Regions from separate parts of the Gossypium arboreum genome. Here region 2 is linked to region 1. A link is a contact called in public Hi-C data. All regions are on one chromosome and are shown on one strand. Each heading gives the region's core, a stretch centred on a gene start, on an enhancer-like site or on the middle of the called end of the contact. The rest is flanking DNA. Distances are from core to core; before and after follow the strand shown. Region 1 holds the start of LOC108472589. Region 2 holds the start of LOC108473185.

Region 1 (7,852 bases), core at 2,130-4,629:
GGCATAGAATGCGGGGGATGGAGGAACCCCGAAATATGTACTTGCGGGAGAGGTAGAAGCAGAGTGCTACAGTGGTGCATAGTGTGGTTCTTGTGAAAAAAATGAGGTTAGTGAAATGAACAGTAATAAGTGAGTGAATTGACTGGGATGTGGTGACTGCATCGATGACACTTGTTGTGTTAGAGCCGGTAACAAACCTGCTGCCTGACCGCATTCAAACCTACGCTGCTAGGGTGATCATTGTAGCCTCTTCTGACAAGGTTGGCTACTCCTCGCTCCACTGACAACAGATATGGCTTGCTGGTGACTCTGAACCACGAAAAATATTCTAAATAGGTTGTTGTGTTCGATGAGAAAGAGGGTTTGCACATGGGTAAGAATTCCTTCCTACAATCCCAAACATCAATAAACTCCTTATGGTATTCTCACCAATCCTTGCCAGTCTTCCCTTGCAGATCCAACTTGTGCAATGCTTCTATATCTCGCGATGGCAACGAAATTTGTTGCCTCTACCCAAACTACCACATTACATGATCCGATTTGTGCATCTCTATCATTTTGTAGACTATTAATGCATCTTTGCGTCTCATATCCTTTGAACGGCAAAAAAACTCTAGCAGAATGCATTCTATGATATCTGGATCAGCGTATGACATCCATTCAAATTGTAGTGAACAATTGTAAATTTTGTTATGTATGAAATTTTAAATTATAAACCGTTGTGTAATTATTATAGGTTTGAAAAAAATCAATAACTAACCTTGACTTCCGATCATTGATCTAACTTAAGCAGGATATCTTCGAGTTGCTCCGGTAGTCTCACGTAACTCGGCCCATGATTCCACCTATTCAAACAATATGTTAATTTAAACACATAATAAATAACACTTACTATACAAACTATGTATTTATTATGAAATGATTTTTACCTTGTCACCAATGGGAACGTATATGAGTTGTTCACTCGGGGACATAAAAATGGTAGTCGTCATCAAGCCTATGACTGCAGCAAGAGCAAACAACCACCGATTGACATTTTATCCAGTTTTGTCACCCGAAACAACTCCTGCTACAATGTGACCAACATGGTTGATTCCCAACTGAGTCGTTTTCTTTCTTTGAAGTTGGCTAGGCATAGTAGCCACCTTATGTGCACCAAATTTTGAGATTTAATGGGATGCCCCCGATTAACCTGAAGATGAATGCTCGAGTGTATTGTTCTTTGACGACATCAGGTGCATCCTTAGAAAGATCTTTGAAATTGGTTTCCAACCACTTAATATGTATCCGGCCACCATAAAACCTATTTGACACTTTCCCCAAAAATGTCTCACAAAGATCCTCTTTACCAGGAACGACTGTTGACCCCATGACGGCTGGCCCATCCACCGGTAAACTGAGTTGTAAAGCTACGTCCTCGAGTGTGATTGTACACTCGTCGCATGGAAGATGGAAAATGTGTCGTTTTCGTACAACATAAAACCATGACAGTCTATACCACTTCAGTACAGCTTATACGAATTAAGATATTTTTTTCGATAGTAAATCGGAACAATAAATTTTAGGCTCCATTAAAGTGTAAATTTTGATTAATACTAGTTATATCGATTGGTTTTGTCCGTACTAGTCGGCACCAAAAGTTGAAATTTAAAATATATTTTAATTTTATTTATAATTTATTTGTAAAATTATATTTTAAATTTAATTTTTATTATTTATTTTGAATTTATTGAATTATGAATTGTTTTTTAAAATGATTTATGAATATGGATAGTATAGGATGATTTCGTTGTTTAATTTATGGAATAGTTTTGTTGTTTGCTTCTTTTGAGTTTATTAAACGATGGATTGTAGTTGTGAATATTTTATATAATGGAAAAGTGCATATTTTAGTATATTATAATTTATATACAGTGAGACTTGAATTCATGTCACCAACTTTTTTAAGATTTTTACTTTTATATTTGAATAAAACTTTATTTTTTATAAATATTTTATATTTGAGATTTATTGAATCTTATAATTAAATATTTGTAAATACTTTTATATACATAAATCAATAGTTTTTTAAAAACAACAATAAATCAAATACAGTACACTAAAACATATGGATATCCATACCTACCGGTGTTTTAGTGTTTGGCTATGGCTTTTCTCTATCCTAAACTATTTACCTTTACTTTCAACTTGATCATCTCTGTCCCAAACTATTACCGGTTCAATTTTAGTTTAGTTTGTAGTTGATAAGGTTAGAGAGAGCTTCACAAGAAAATTCATATGGAAGGCGAAAGATGAGCAAACTTGAAAATAAAAATCATATTTGGAGTTATTGATTTATTTATTGCCGAAGTTGAATAGAGCATTTTGATGGTGGGGAAGTGTAAGATGAAAAATGTAAAACAAATACTGAATCTGGAAACATGATGTTTATTTTCATAATCTGGAGATATAACTTTCCCAAATTACAAAAGCAGAACAGAATATTCTGCAACTACTTCCAATCCCATTCCCAAAAACCAATTTCCTACCCTTTCTATGACAGAATCCAACATCTATCTTCTCTGCCAACTAAAAACAAAAACAAAAAAACACAAAAGAATCATATTTTCCAACATGCCAAACATCCATTTAACTGCACAAAATAACCCTTGTCAACCCTAGAACCAGGCATGAAACAGTGAAGAAAAACAATGTCACAAAGTCCCTAGCAGACCATTTCCTCACAGCCTTGGCTTCCACCCTCAAACTCTTAGCCCTTCTAAGAGCATCCACCTCTTTCAACAAATCAAACTCCACTCCTTTCTTCTTCAACTCCTCCACACACTTACCCAACAGCTTCCCATCCTCTTTTTCCCTTTCCAGCAGCTTCTCCAAGTGCCCTTCCACATCGGTTTTATACCTAACAGCCCAAATGATCCCCATGGAGCATAGTAAAGAACATAGAGATGGGATCCAAGACCTGTGGCAGGCACCCACAGGAGAGTCCCGGGAAGAAGAGTTGAAGAGGAGGAGAAGAGAAATGGAGTGGAAGAGGAAGAAGAAGATGTAAAGCTGCGTGATTTCTTTACGGACGGAGTCGATTTGAGTCTCCTTAAAGGATATTCTGTTGAGAATCAGTTCTTCTTCTTTCAGCCATTGTTTCAAAAGCAACCTGTGGGTTGGTGTTTCCGCAATTTGGTGAAGTGGGTGTGGTGGTTTTGGCAGAATGATTGATGGGTTTGAGCTTTGATCCGCCATGGATCTGTACAAGAGAAAGATGGAGATTTCAAGTGAAAATGATGAAAAATGTTGAAGAAAGAGAGTGTTTTGAAGGGAGAAATAATGGATTTCGGAGTTCTTTTCTCTGGTTTTCCCCAACGGTCGAGAGAATTTTTTAATTTAAATGCTTGCAACGGTCGACTTGGGAATTTAAAATTTCTTAATTCTTTTTCAGGAATATCATTTGGCGGTGATTGGAACGTTCAGGAGCGTGTGACATTTTGCCAACGTCTATTTTTAACAACGATTCAAATTGAGGTAAGCACAATTACAAAATTGTCCCATAAAAGTTACTATATCTCGAACTTGACACTGAGCAGAATAAAAATTTTATGTTATTCCATATTTACGGTTTTGCCATTTCGATTTTGAACTCCGTCATCGCCCATCTCCTCTAATATAGTATATAAATTTATTGTAAATAATTTTTTTCTTTAATAAATAATTAGTATTTAATGCAAATCATTTAATAATTTTTTTTATATCTTTAATTATTGATTTATGTTTTATTTAAATAATTGTTTTATTTCAAAATAATACTACATCAACCCATTTTAAATTACAAAATGATAATTATTAATTAATCATATAAAATATCTTTTGTAATAGGCTAATTTTAGCCCAGATTAAAATAATAAATAAAAATGAATAAATAAACAGTCCAGGCCCAAGTCATATCCCAAATTACAATAGTCCATAGCCCAACAACAAATTTGACCCAAACCTAAAACCTAGCCCAGAAATACAAGGCCCAAATGGCCCAAAATTAAAACACTAACAGAAACCCTAAGGTTTCTCCCCCTTGCGCCGCAGCCAAGCCCCAGCCTCCATGCGCCCACAGCCACGACCGCCTCGCCACGTAGCCTCTCCGTACCTCTGTACAATGCCAGCAAATGCCGTACCTACAGAGAAAACAAACAACCACAACAGCACAAAGAAGTAGCAAAAAAGCTTGTATTTTATTTATTTATTTTGGTTTGGCTATAAAGCCAAAGAGAGGAGAACTGTAATTTTTTACGCGTATTGAATTAAAAAGCAACCAAAAATTATCAAAAGGTGATTTTCAAATGCTTTATACTTTCTTTCTTTTCAATCTGTTTTCTTTCTGGATTTTGTATGTAGTTTTAGCATAAGAAAATGAAAAGGAGAAGGCTTACCTTCGCGAACGAGCCATCGGAGTCCTTATCTCCTTCGTCGAAATCGAAGCTTGAGATGGGATTGTGGGGCTGAAATCGACAACCCTTAAGGCTAGGTTCTAAACGGGGGAAGCCACTGCATGCCATCATCCACCGATTATAGTGGTGGAATGGTGGTTGGACGGCGGACCGAATGAGGGAAAACATTTAGGATTTTCCATTTTTTCCCTTTTCTTTGCTGAAATGTTTAAGTTTTTTTAGGATTATTTTTTTTCTTTTTATAGAAGACACGAAACGACGCCGTTTAAGGCATGATTCAATGGCCTTGAAACGACGTCGTATAAGCCTCATCTGACCCAACCCAATTCAGTGCCTCTAGGATTCGCGTGTTTCTGTGGAGAGGGGATATTTTTGCAATTAGTCCTTCCTGTTTGCATTGTTATTTGATTGAGTCCTTTTTTGTTTCTTTCGTTTTTTATTTTTTTTTCCTGAGATTTGTACGCAGTTTTAGTTTAGCCTATAGTTAAACACTGCATTTTGGAAGCTGGAATATTTCCAGTTTTGATCCCTATACATTCACACGCATTGCGCTTTAGTCCTTGCTGGTTTATTTTATTTATTATGTACCCTTTTAGTTTAATTTTATTTTAATTGAGTCTTTTTAATTTGTATAATTCATTATATTTTTAAATTCATTTAACATTCATTTTTGTAATTTCTTTTTTATATATATTTTGAGTTACTTTGATAATTTTACTTTGTTCTTTATAAAATCATCATCTTAAAGTTCCTTTTATATCATATTATTTTAAAATTTTGTATAATATTTCATTTAAATGTTCTTATATATTATTATACATATATAGTTCATGATAAAGTTGATTTTATTCTATATACATTATTAATTCCATGTTATATTATACATATAATTTCTTCTAAATCTATTTATATATATGTTTTTTAAATCTATTATGTATATAGTTCATTCCCTAATAACATATTTTATTATACATTTTGTTATTTAAAAACCTTACATATTTTATATATTATTTAAATTATTTTTTATTGTATGTATATTGTCAACCTCAAATAGATGTATCATCTTTTAAAATATCTTGCACATTATTTGATTCAATTTCTTCTTTTTATAACATGTATTTTAATAATTATTTAGGTATTATTAGTTTTTTTTATTTTATTTTATGCATGTAAATTATTTCAAATTTTAGCATGTATTATCCATTTGCAATTTTTTCATATAGCTTTTAAATTGTTTTGTACCATATTGGCTCCTAGTCTACGTATTGTTTCACATGTTATGTGTAGTTTTTAGTTTTCATGTTGATTAATATATTATCGCTTTATATTGTCTATTAGACTTTTGTGGTACTTTCTTAATTTTATTTATCTATGTATGAAAGCTTGCTATGGTTTTATTTGGATCTGTTTCTTTAATTAGCAATATTTCTATTTTTCATTATTTAAATTATTAATGTTTGGATGTGAGCTCATTATTATTGTATGTTTGCAAATTTGTTCTTTTTATTTTTACATCTATACATTTTTCACTCATTAGTAGGATCCATTATTCGTGTATGTTGTTCCATGTTTATAATTTCGCTTCCTATTCACAAGTGTAGCATTGTAATTTTCAACTTATTGTTTTAAGATTAATTATTCCATTTTATTTCAAGTCAAACTAATGTGTTTTGAGCTTGCTTTACAATTGTTTATTTGAAAATTTCCTAAAACAAAGGCAATGTTTGATGTTTGGAAATTCGAGAAATCGTGCCCTAACGTGCTGGGTTTCAATTCTCCATTTGTCCAAAATAATAAAATATTCCTTTAAAATTTCGTCCGTGTTTTCTAATTTTTAAAACAACGTAATGTTCTATATTTGGAAATTCGAGAAATCGTTCCCTAACGTGCTGGGTTTCGATTTTTTGTCGAATATCCCTTTGTAATTTTCAAATATATGAGCTTTTGGAGATCGAGAATTGATTGCGGTTTCGAGGGTTTAAAGGGTCGTGTCCTAACGTGCTGGATATGATACTGTATTTCTTCGAAACAAGAGAATTTTAATGTCCAATTTGAGTCATTCAAATGTTTTAAAAGGAACCATATTTCAAAATATTTTTTAAATCTTAGACATAAAGACAGTACTTAATCAATTTGGTACCAATTTTAGGCGTAGCGAGGGTGCTAATCCTTCTTTGTACGTAACCAGCTCCCGAACCCGTTTTCTCAAATTTTCGTAGGCCAAAATTGATTTAAATAAAATAAAATATTTTATTAGGTGATTCAATCATACCTAAGCAAAAAAAGATTAGTGGCGACTCCATACTTCGTTTTAAGGTCGATCCCTGCTTTTTTCAAAAAAAAAAAAAAGGTTTCGACATCTTTTATTTAAAATAATAATTCTATAAATGATATATTAAGTACTTATAAAATTATCCAATAAATAGTAAAATAAATACTAAGAAAAATAAAAACTGCAAAAGGCAAAGATTTTTTGGCCTTGTATCATAGCTAAATCCAGGAATACAATTAGAGAGGATGAACACGATATAAAAAATAAAATATGAAAATTCATACCAACCCTACATATAAATACATGAACATTTTAATGTTATATTAAAATTTATGAAAAATTAAGTAATTAAAATTGATGTAAAATACCATATACTTTAAGCGGTAAAAATAGGCATTCCGATGGACAAATTACTTAAACTAGGTAAAGCATTCCGATTTCGACAAGTGAGGCGTGAGGTATACCGAGTGCAACTGGAGAACGCCTGCTATTTCGTCTAAGAAACCCGTAGATTATGTTAATTGCAAATTTCTTCACCAAATAAGATGCATCCTTGGCTTTGATACGAGTGCTTGCAATTATGTATGCCACTCCTGATTCCTTTGCTTCCATTAGTTCCTGCACTTCGTTGCTTGTTGGAGTCATTTTCGATCCGGCTGCTTTTCTTCTTCGATTGCCTTCTCCAGCATTAATCTCATACCCCATTTTACTAACATCTTTGACGGGAATAGGTGCTTGCCCTGCGGCTAAATAGGTTTCACTAATGGACTGGTGTTTCAGAAACTCCGAGACCTTTTCAATCAGTTGAGTTTCCAAGTCGTTTTTGTCACCAACATCCTTGTATCTGAACCTATACATTGTGTTGTATTCAAGATAACATTAGCTATGACAATTAGTAATATGTTAGTTGTGGATTTGATTGTTAGTTACCTTAATATGCATCGGTAGAAACAGAATTCAGGAGGACCGATCCGCGAAACATGAAAGCGCTTGTCACCTGTTATGATTCAGGGTGACAAAGATGAGGATCTGATGGAATGCTGGAAAGCTTGCCACAAGATGTGCAAACATTGGTGGGATACTTGAGGCGACATTGGAGTAAATTAGGCCAATTCATGGAACCCTGGTTATACCAAGAGCTATGAAA
Region 2 (7,852 bases), core at 3,564-6,063, 200 kb after region 1:
TTGCTCGAACCTGACAATCGAGTCAAGTAAGGGGATGTTATGGAGTAAACCGTGCAGCCTCCAATGAAGAATTACTTCAAATTGCCTAAGTTGGTATAAACCCTCGAAGTTGAGAATCTTAAAGAATTCTTTAAGGAACTAAAACTAGAAATCTACTAAAATGAAACAAGTAAGAAAATTCAAGAAAGCTAGAGCGAATGCTCTCAGTGTATTAATTACTCAATGTTGAATGATATCAATAAGGCTGAGAATGCCTCTATTTATGGTTTAGTCTCACTTACATCAATCATACAAATTAAATTACATCAACAACTTAGGTTTAAACTTATCTATAAGATACAATTCTAATAAAATTTAAACTCTGTAATAACTTTTATACGCTTTTATAATTTTAATTAAGTTTTCTTACAATTTCCCATTATTTTATTATATTTTATTATAATTTTAATTTAACTTGTCTAATTTTTTTATAAGTTGTTGCAAATATATAATTTTTAAATAATTTTATATTTTCAAAATTTTAAAGTTTTAAAATGTCAAAAAAATTGTTCTATTTCGGTGAGGTCTAAATACGTCACAAAACAATGTGAAAAAGCATCACCAAAAATGTTTTCATTTGGTGAGGTTTTCAAAACGTCACGAAAGATCCTAAAGTGTCACTAAAAAGTTCAAATTTTGTGACGTTTTAAAAGGCCACTGACCATTACCCATAAGCGTCACGAAAAGTATAGTTTTTCGTGACTTTTTCTTTTAATTCTACCTTTTCGTAAATAATGTCACGAAAAATAATATCTTTCATTATGTTTTTATAAAATGTAACAAAAAGTAGTATCGCTCGTGACGTTTTCTTACACATAACATAAAAACATTACAAAAAAAAGAAATTTCTTGTAATGAGTGTTTACTAAATCACTAAACTTATGTAGATGTGCCTTCTAGAATGATTCAAGTATTGGTTCGTTCTCGGTGGATTAAAAGTAAGCCCAATTACCCATAAGAACAACTTGGGTCAAAAGTGCATACCTTAATCATGGGCCTTTGTGTGTGGACCGTGACATCAACATCCAATAGGTCGTCTTGCGAAGTCAGTAAAATTTTTAGGGCAGAAGTCTACTTTCAATACCACCAACCACTTGATATCATATTCTTAATTTCACTAATGTTGAACTCTAGTTGTTTCAAGTAGAATAAAAATAAGGTTAAAACATGTCAAAAACTCCTTTACGCTTCATAAATTTATAATTTAGTCCTTATCTTTTTATTTTTACTTAATTTAGTCCTACTTTTCAAATTTTAAAATTCAAGTTCTATTGTAAACATTGTTAAAATTATTTTGTTAAATTTAAGTTTATTATAATGTCATTTATTTAATTAAGATTATCGAGTGATTATTTTTATTTTAAAATGTCGCATCAATAAATTTAACAAAAAATAAATAAAAATATTAACAATTGGACTTAAATTTTAAAATATGAAAGATAAAAAGATTAAATTTTTGAAAATAAAAGTATATGAACTAAATTTAAATTTGTGAAAATATAAAATTTATGGCATAAAACCTAAGAATAAATATAATATTGATATATAAAATATCAAATAAAAATACGGCTAAAAGGTGGAAGGTGGAAGGTGGAAGGGACATGAATATCCCAACAGGTAGAGAAAAGGAATCAGTACTCTCGTAAACTAGAGAATCACCTCTTTCTTTACTCTTGCGTCTTGACTCACCCAGTCATTCTCCACCTAACGCTGCCGCCTGTTAACCAAAACTCAAATGCCACTTAATTACATGTTACTATTTCATTAAATGTCGGGAATTTTAATTAGTTTTAAAAAAAAATTAAAATATTATACTAATTATTTTTTTTATGTTATTTATCGGAGCAAATCTAATAATTAATTATATGATTCTGTAAGCCAATTAAGCAATTAATGTTTATTTGAGTTTTAAAGCTACTCCATACTTAGGATAAGATATTAATTAATTTTTTACTTGTAGAAAATAATTATTAAATTTTAATTTTAAGTCTTATATAATAGAATTAAATTGTAGTTTTAAAACCTACAATGCATAATAATGTATTTGGATACGATTTTAATTTAAGTTTCAATATGAAAAAGGAATACAATGAATCCAAAATGTGAGTGAAAACGTTTAATTTTTTTTTTTAAAAAAAGGTATGTTAAGAATTTTTAATCATTTTTTTTGAAAAAAAAAAGGACAAAACAGAGGAGTAGCTAAAGGGCTGGTATGGGCCCAGCCCCTCTTAAAATGTAAAATTATATTTTAGGCTCTTGAAATTTTTTAAAAATTTTAAATTAATAAAGGTAAAATTACACTTTGGCCTCCTTAAAATTATAAAAATTTAATTTAATTATTTACAAATTATAAAAATATGAACTATAAAAAATTAAAATTTCATCCGGCCCCTAAAAACTTTTCTGGCTTCACCCTGGGACAAAATTGCTCACTTCTCGATAATTTGAGGGTTAGACCTACAAGAGAATATGTGAACTGTTAAAATATTGTGGGTTTTAAATATTTAAAATAGTCAAATAAATTGTAATTATACCGGATATGATTTTTGTTTTACTTTTGGTTAGTTATAAATTATTCTTTATTTTATATTTAATTAATTTACAACATATGTTTAATGAGTTTTTTTACTCATGCTATTATATTAGAATCAAATGTAACATATGTGTAATAAAAATGTGGGGAATTAAAATTAGTTTTTTTAAGAAAACTATTAAAATATTATATCAATAACGTATTTATATTTAAAATGTTATTTTATATTATATAAATAATATATCATATATCTAGGGCGTAGTCGGGGGTTGGCATGGGCCCCGCTCCCCTCTAAAATAGAAAATTTTATTTTAAGTCCTTAAAAATTTTTAAAAACTTTAAATTAATAAAGATAAAATTATACTTTGGCCCCCCTAAAATTATGAAAATTTAATTTAATCCTTTACAAATTATAAAAATATAAACTATAAAAAATTAAAATTTCATTTGGCCCCTCCTAAAAAAAATTTCTGACTTCGCCCCTATATATATTCTAATTTTTTTCACATCATGTTTATATTTTCTTGTAAAATGATAGATGGAAGAGCAAAGAAGGTTAATTCTTGAATATAATATTATTTTAGTCAGACGGCTTGACATTGACTGGAATTTAATGTTTTCATCTATAATTAACATTGTTAATTGTTGAATGAAAATTCCACATATACGAAGCTTCGATTCAAACGACTGTATAATTATAATTTTTATAAAATTATAATAAAAGTCTTGCTCTACGGTCTACCCTGAGCAAATCAAATATGACCATATGAAAACAAAATATAATTATACAACACTACAAACACATGATACAAAAACAAAAAGTTATAAGAGTATTATAAAATTATATTATTTGTTTATGATATTAAATGTTTGTAACCACTTTAAATATATTGTGTTTGAATTATAACAAAAATAATTATTAACGTATTATAATATTTTGTTGATATTGAGATTAAAATATTTATTGTGTTAATGAAATTTATCCTTTACCATCTATTATGAGTGTTTACTATTGTTTTTTCTCCCTCTTTTCTTCTGATCAAAATTAAAAAAATTGGTAAGAAAAGGGGACAAATTCCTGAGCTAGTTGTGCTATTACAATTTTATGAGTGGAGCAAAAATTCCCGATTGCGAACACAATCTCTTTGTTTCCACAGCTGCCATATCATGACTCCAACTCGCCCTCGCTATTTCCAACATTGCCAACTATCCAACCCATAATTTTGGTGATTCATACAATAATCTTTAACAAGTTATATTTAGATTTAGGTTGAGATTTTTCCGAATTTACACTATCGTTTGATTATGGCGAGACACGTGTGATTCAATATCAATTTATAGTTGTATTGATATTTGTTAAATTAAAATTGGTTGAATGTTTAGAGATTAGAGAGTAATTGCAAGAAAGTTAAGTAATACCATACTAAATACAGCATTGAAACATTCAGCCTTGATTTAATAGCTAATAAAATTCCTTGTTGGATCCGTATGGAATTGGCCTTTCTTGGATTTCAAAACTTTAAAAAGTCAAGGGCTCTTCCATGAGTAAAGTAATTATATTTGGATGCCAAACCCCTTGGCCTTTTATATACATTGAGCTTGTCCCATATAATGAATGTATTACAATCAATTACGGTCAATAAATAAATACAACTTCAACTGCCGCAATATCACGGTAGCTATTTTAACCTATCGCAGCCACCAGGTCTCACGCTGCCTGCTATCATCCAAACAACAATATTTGAAAAGGAGGACTTCCATGCCGGAAACTAGTTGCCGGGGAGCTGTTAAAGAAGTGCGACAGAGAGGGCAGGTGGAATGCCGGTATCCGACCCATCTATCCAAGCAAACTTTATGGAAAACATGGTCACATCTCAACTCTGGAATCTCATCGTCTTCGTCGATCTTACATAAACATATAGCACATTCAACTTCTTCTTCATCATCACCCGCGCCTTGCTTGCAGCTGTAATTCCGGCACCCTAGCTTGAAATCTTCGCCACCAATGGGTGCAGGTATTTGATAAGGGAACAAACAGTAACGAAGCAACAAATGCCAGGCCCATTTCACAACCGAAAACATTGAAAGAAGAGAAACCAAGTACTTTCCTAGTTTGTCAATCGCCATGGTTGAGTGGTGGAAAGAAAGTGATGAATATGATGAAGCAAACATTGCGATATGGGTTTTTGTTTTTGGGAGAAATGAGATGGGTTAGAAAAGGGTGGGAAATGAAGGGTTATTTATAGAGTATTGTATTCAGAAATGGTTGCTCTAATTTACTTACTGCTGAATTATCCCCCAATCCATTCAAAGGGAGGACTTTTAGTGAACATTAGCAGACAAAGAAAATATTACTAGTTTATATTTTTATTTAAATATTGCAATGTGTGTGATTTTTGAAGTAAAATATTATTAACAGTCCGAGTTTGATTTTCCTTTTTTTTTTTTTAAAGAAAAAAATGTTGGAGATAATTAAAACAGTCTACGTCACCAACAGCATATTGGAACTTCAGCTCTTCTTGGGTTATATATTTTACATACCCTTTAAATATTAGAATTAGAATTAGACTTTGCACATAATTTTTAAAGTCTTTGTAATTACAATGAAAATCATAACTAAAATCATGTTCCCACTTAAATTTAGAATAATTTGTAGTATGTTATTTGCTACTAACCTTGCTCGATATTGCTAAATTAGCATTAACAATAATATTTAAAAGAGAATAAATTTTAAAATGAGTTACAAATATTTTTACCATTAATTTTAAAAGATATATATATAAATCACTAGAGTTTTTAATTCTATAAGTGATGTTAATATACCATCGTGTGTCACATTTATATATATTAAAAAAATATCTGCTATAATATTAATGAAGTTTTAAGCTCCACAAGTATAGTTAAGGGATTAACAAGTGTTTTATAAAATATAATAAAATATTTTAAAAATATGTGATAATTTTTAAAATTATTTCTGAAATAAAAAATTTATACTAGCAATATACCAAATACTAACTCTTTTTTAAATATCAATTAAGAATACTTATTTAATTAGCTTTTGAAAATAAAAATAAAATTCACCTATATATACCAAATAATTCTCTTTTAAATTAATTTGATAATAAATTCCTTTTAAGAAGCACTAATTTTATACAATATTTCATCCCACAAAGTTTTAAAATTTTTATTATAAAACCATAAATGTAGTTGCTTGTAATTACACAGGATGACATATTTAAGCAATCATTATAATTGATAGGTCTCACTAAATTTAATGTAATTGAAGTACCTAATTACACTTTCCAACTTTTAAGAGAAAGAATGAGAATTTAAATAATTATTCCCAAATTCAATTACCCTATATTTTCAAAACTGTCATACATGACTTTTACATATGACTGTATCATTGCTGCTTAAAATTTTTTTACGTAAATTGAAACTCTTTTCAACCACATTAATATTCAATTACACCATCCACATTTCTTTTTAGAAATGTTTCCACAAATAAATTTAATTACTTATAATTATTAATAGCACAAATTGCAACTGATACAAAAAAAAACAACTCAAAGGGTCCAACCCATTGAAGCATGAGAATAGAATGATTATTTTAAATACTAAAATTTTATCACACATGTAAACTTATAAAATAACATATTTAGAATATAAAGATTTATGTGTTTGAAAAATATATGATAAATAATAAATGTATGTTTTGAAATTGATAAATAATAATACATGAAATATGTACGATATTAAAATGAAATTAAATTGTGAGTAAAATGAAATCTAAACACATAATTACATCACATTAATAATACTAAATTGTTTATCACGGTCTAGCCACCAATCTTGAGTTGGTATCGAGTTAACTTATGACACCAATTCAATCAACAATCTTATTAATACAAAAAAATTATTACATGAATGTATGTGGAAACTACATATTTAGAACACAGATGTATGTTTAAAAGTAACATACAATAAGTAATGAAATGTATAGTTTGAAACTAATTAATAATAATATATAAAACATGTACGATCTTGTAACTTCCCCAACCCAGCCTAAACATTAGACCTTAATTTAGAAGATTACATTAGCCACCGAAGTGACCTAGTAAGCTTATTGGAGTTTTAAAACTGTCATTTTAAGACATTTGTTTAGTTTAGTAGAAAACTTAGTTTAAATATCGATTTATTATTTCTAACATTTTAATTATAGTTTAGCAGCGGAAAAAGACATTATTTATTTATGTTTTTAATAGAAACCGTGTTTATGCATAACTAATTATTAAACGTCACTCGATATCCTAAAATTCAAATTAAATTTCATGCAATATGAAAACAAACTCGAATCCTAAGTCTTAAGACACAGTTTGAAATAAAATCATAATACATACTTGAATAATGATAGTTGAAATAAATCAAATAACGAGCCTAAAATAATTTTATAAATTAAAATCCTAAGCTGGGACCCACTAGATTCCGTGCCCGCATCCTAACCTGGTGGATTATCTTAGAAGATGAAAAATAAAATGAGTGAGCTATGAAGCTCAATGTGAGTTCCATCACAAGATAATCTGTGCAACCGATTAGCATACGAAATCACATCACATATAAGAATTCATAACAACATATTTGGAATATGATATTAACAAATTAACATCATGTTTATATATGTACTTATATATATCATCTCAGAAATCTCAAAAAATGTTAGTGCATGCTTTTGTGAATGCAACATAGATTCAGATTTAACACAAAAGATCCTACCCCACCGCTACACAACATAAGAATTCCCTAGAACTCATTCATCCCTATACACCAGGTTGTGGATAAGCCACAAATTTGTAGGTTAATATGTTGCCAGATGGTTGAGAATACACAACATAAATGCATGAGAGCTATCAGATAATAGGTGGCCGAACCACTAGTGTTGCAGCTTAATACACTACCAGATGGTTGTGAATGCACAACTTAATTGCAGATAAAAGTTGTCAGATAATATGTGGATGAACCACCAAAATTGCAGATTAGTATTCTACCAAAGCTTCCTCCTTTCAAAACATCTCGTCCCATGCAATAAAATATGACATACTTATAAAAAGGATATAACGGAAATAGATACTTATAAAAAGAATATAACGGAAACAGATACTTATAAAAAGAATATAACGGAAACAGATAACATGATTATAAAAAATCAAGAATTGCACCAATAAATATACTCTCATCCACTCTGTACAACAACCAAAACATGTGCTTTTCAAGGATCCAATC

Evidence for each region. A called contact is a pair of places that touch in the nucleus more often than the background predicts.
Region 2: a contact with region 1 is called in a Hi-C map of leaf, with 1.7 times the contacts expected there. The contact joins the promoter of LOC108473185 here to the promoter of LOC108472589 in region 1. A contact is called at or near these places in 2 of 5 Hi-C or Micro-C datasets (both in leaf).

What each region holds. Positions count from the first base shown.
Region 1 is chr1:106,362,151-106,370,002 of ASM2569848v2, forward strand. LOC108472589 reads right to left here and starts at 3,380. Exons shown (of 1, transcript XM_017774133.2): 1 at 2,408-3,380. The coding sequence starts at 3,237. The coding sequence ends at 2,629. It also overlaps the pseudogene LOC108471939.
Region 2 is chr1:106,561,827-106,569,678 of ASM2569848v2, forward strand. LOC108473185 reads right to left here and starts at 4,814. Exons shown (of 1, transcript XM_017774722.2): 1 at 4,048-4,814. The coding sequence starts at 4,744. The coding sequence ends at 4,262.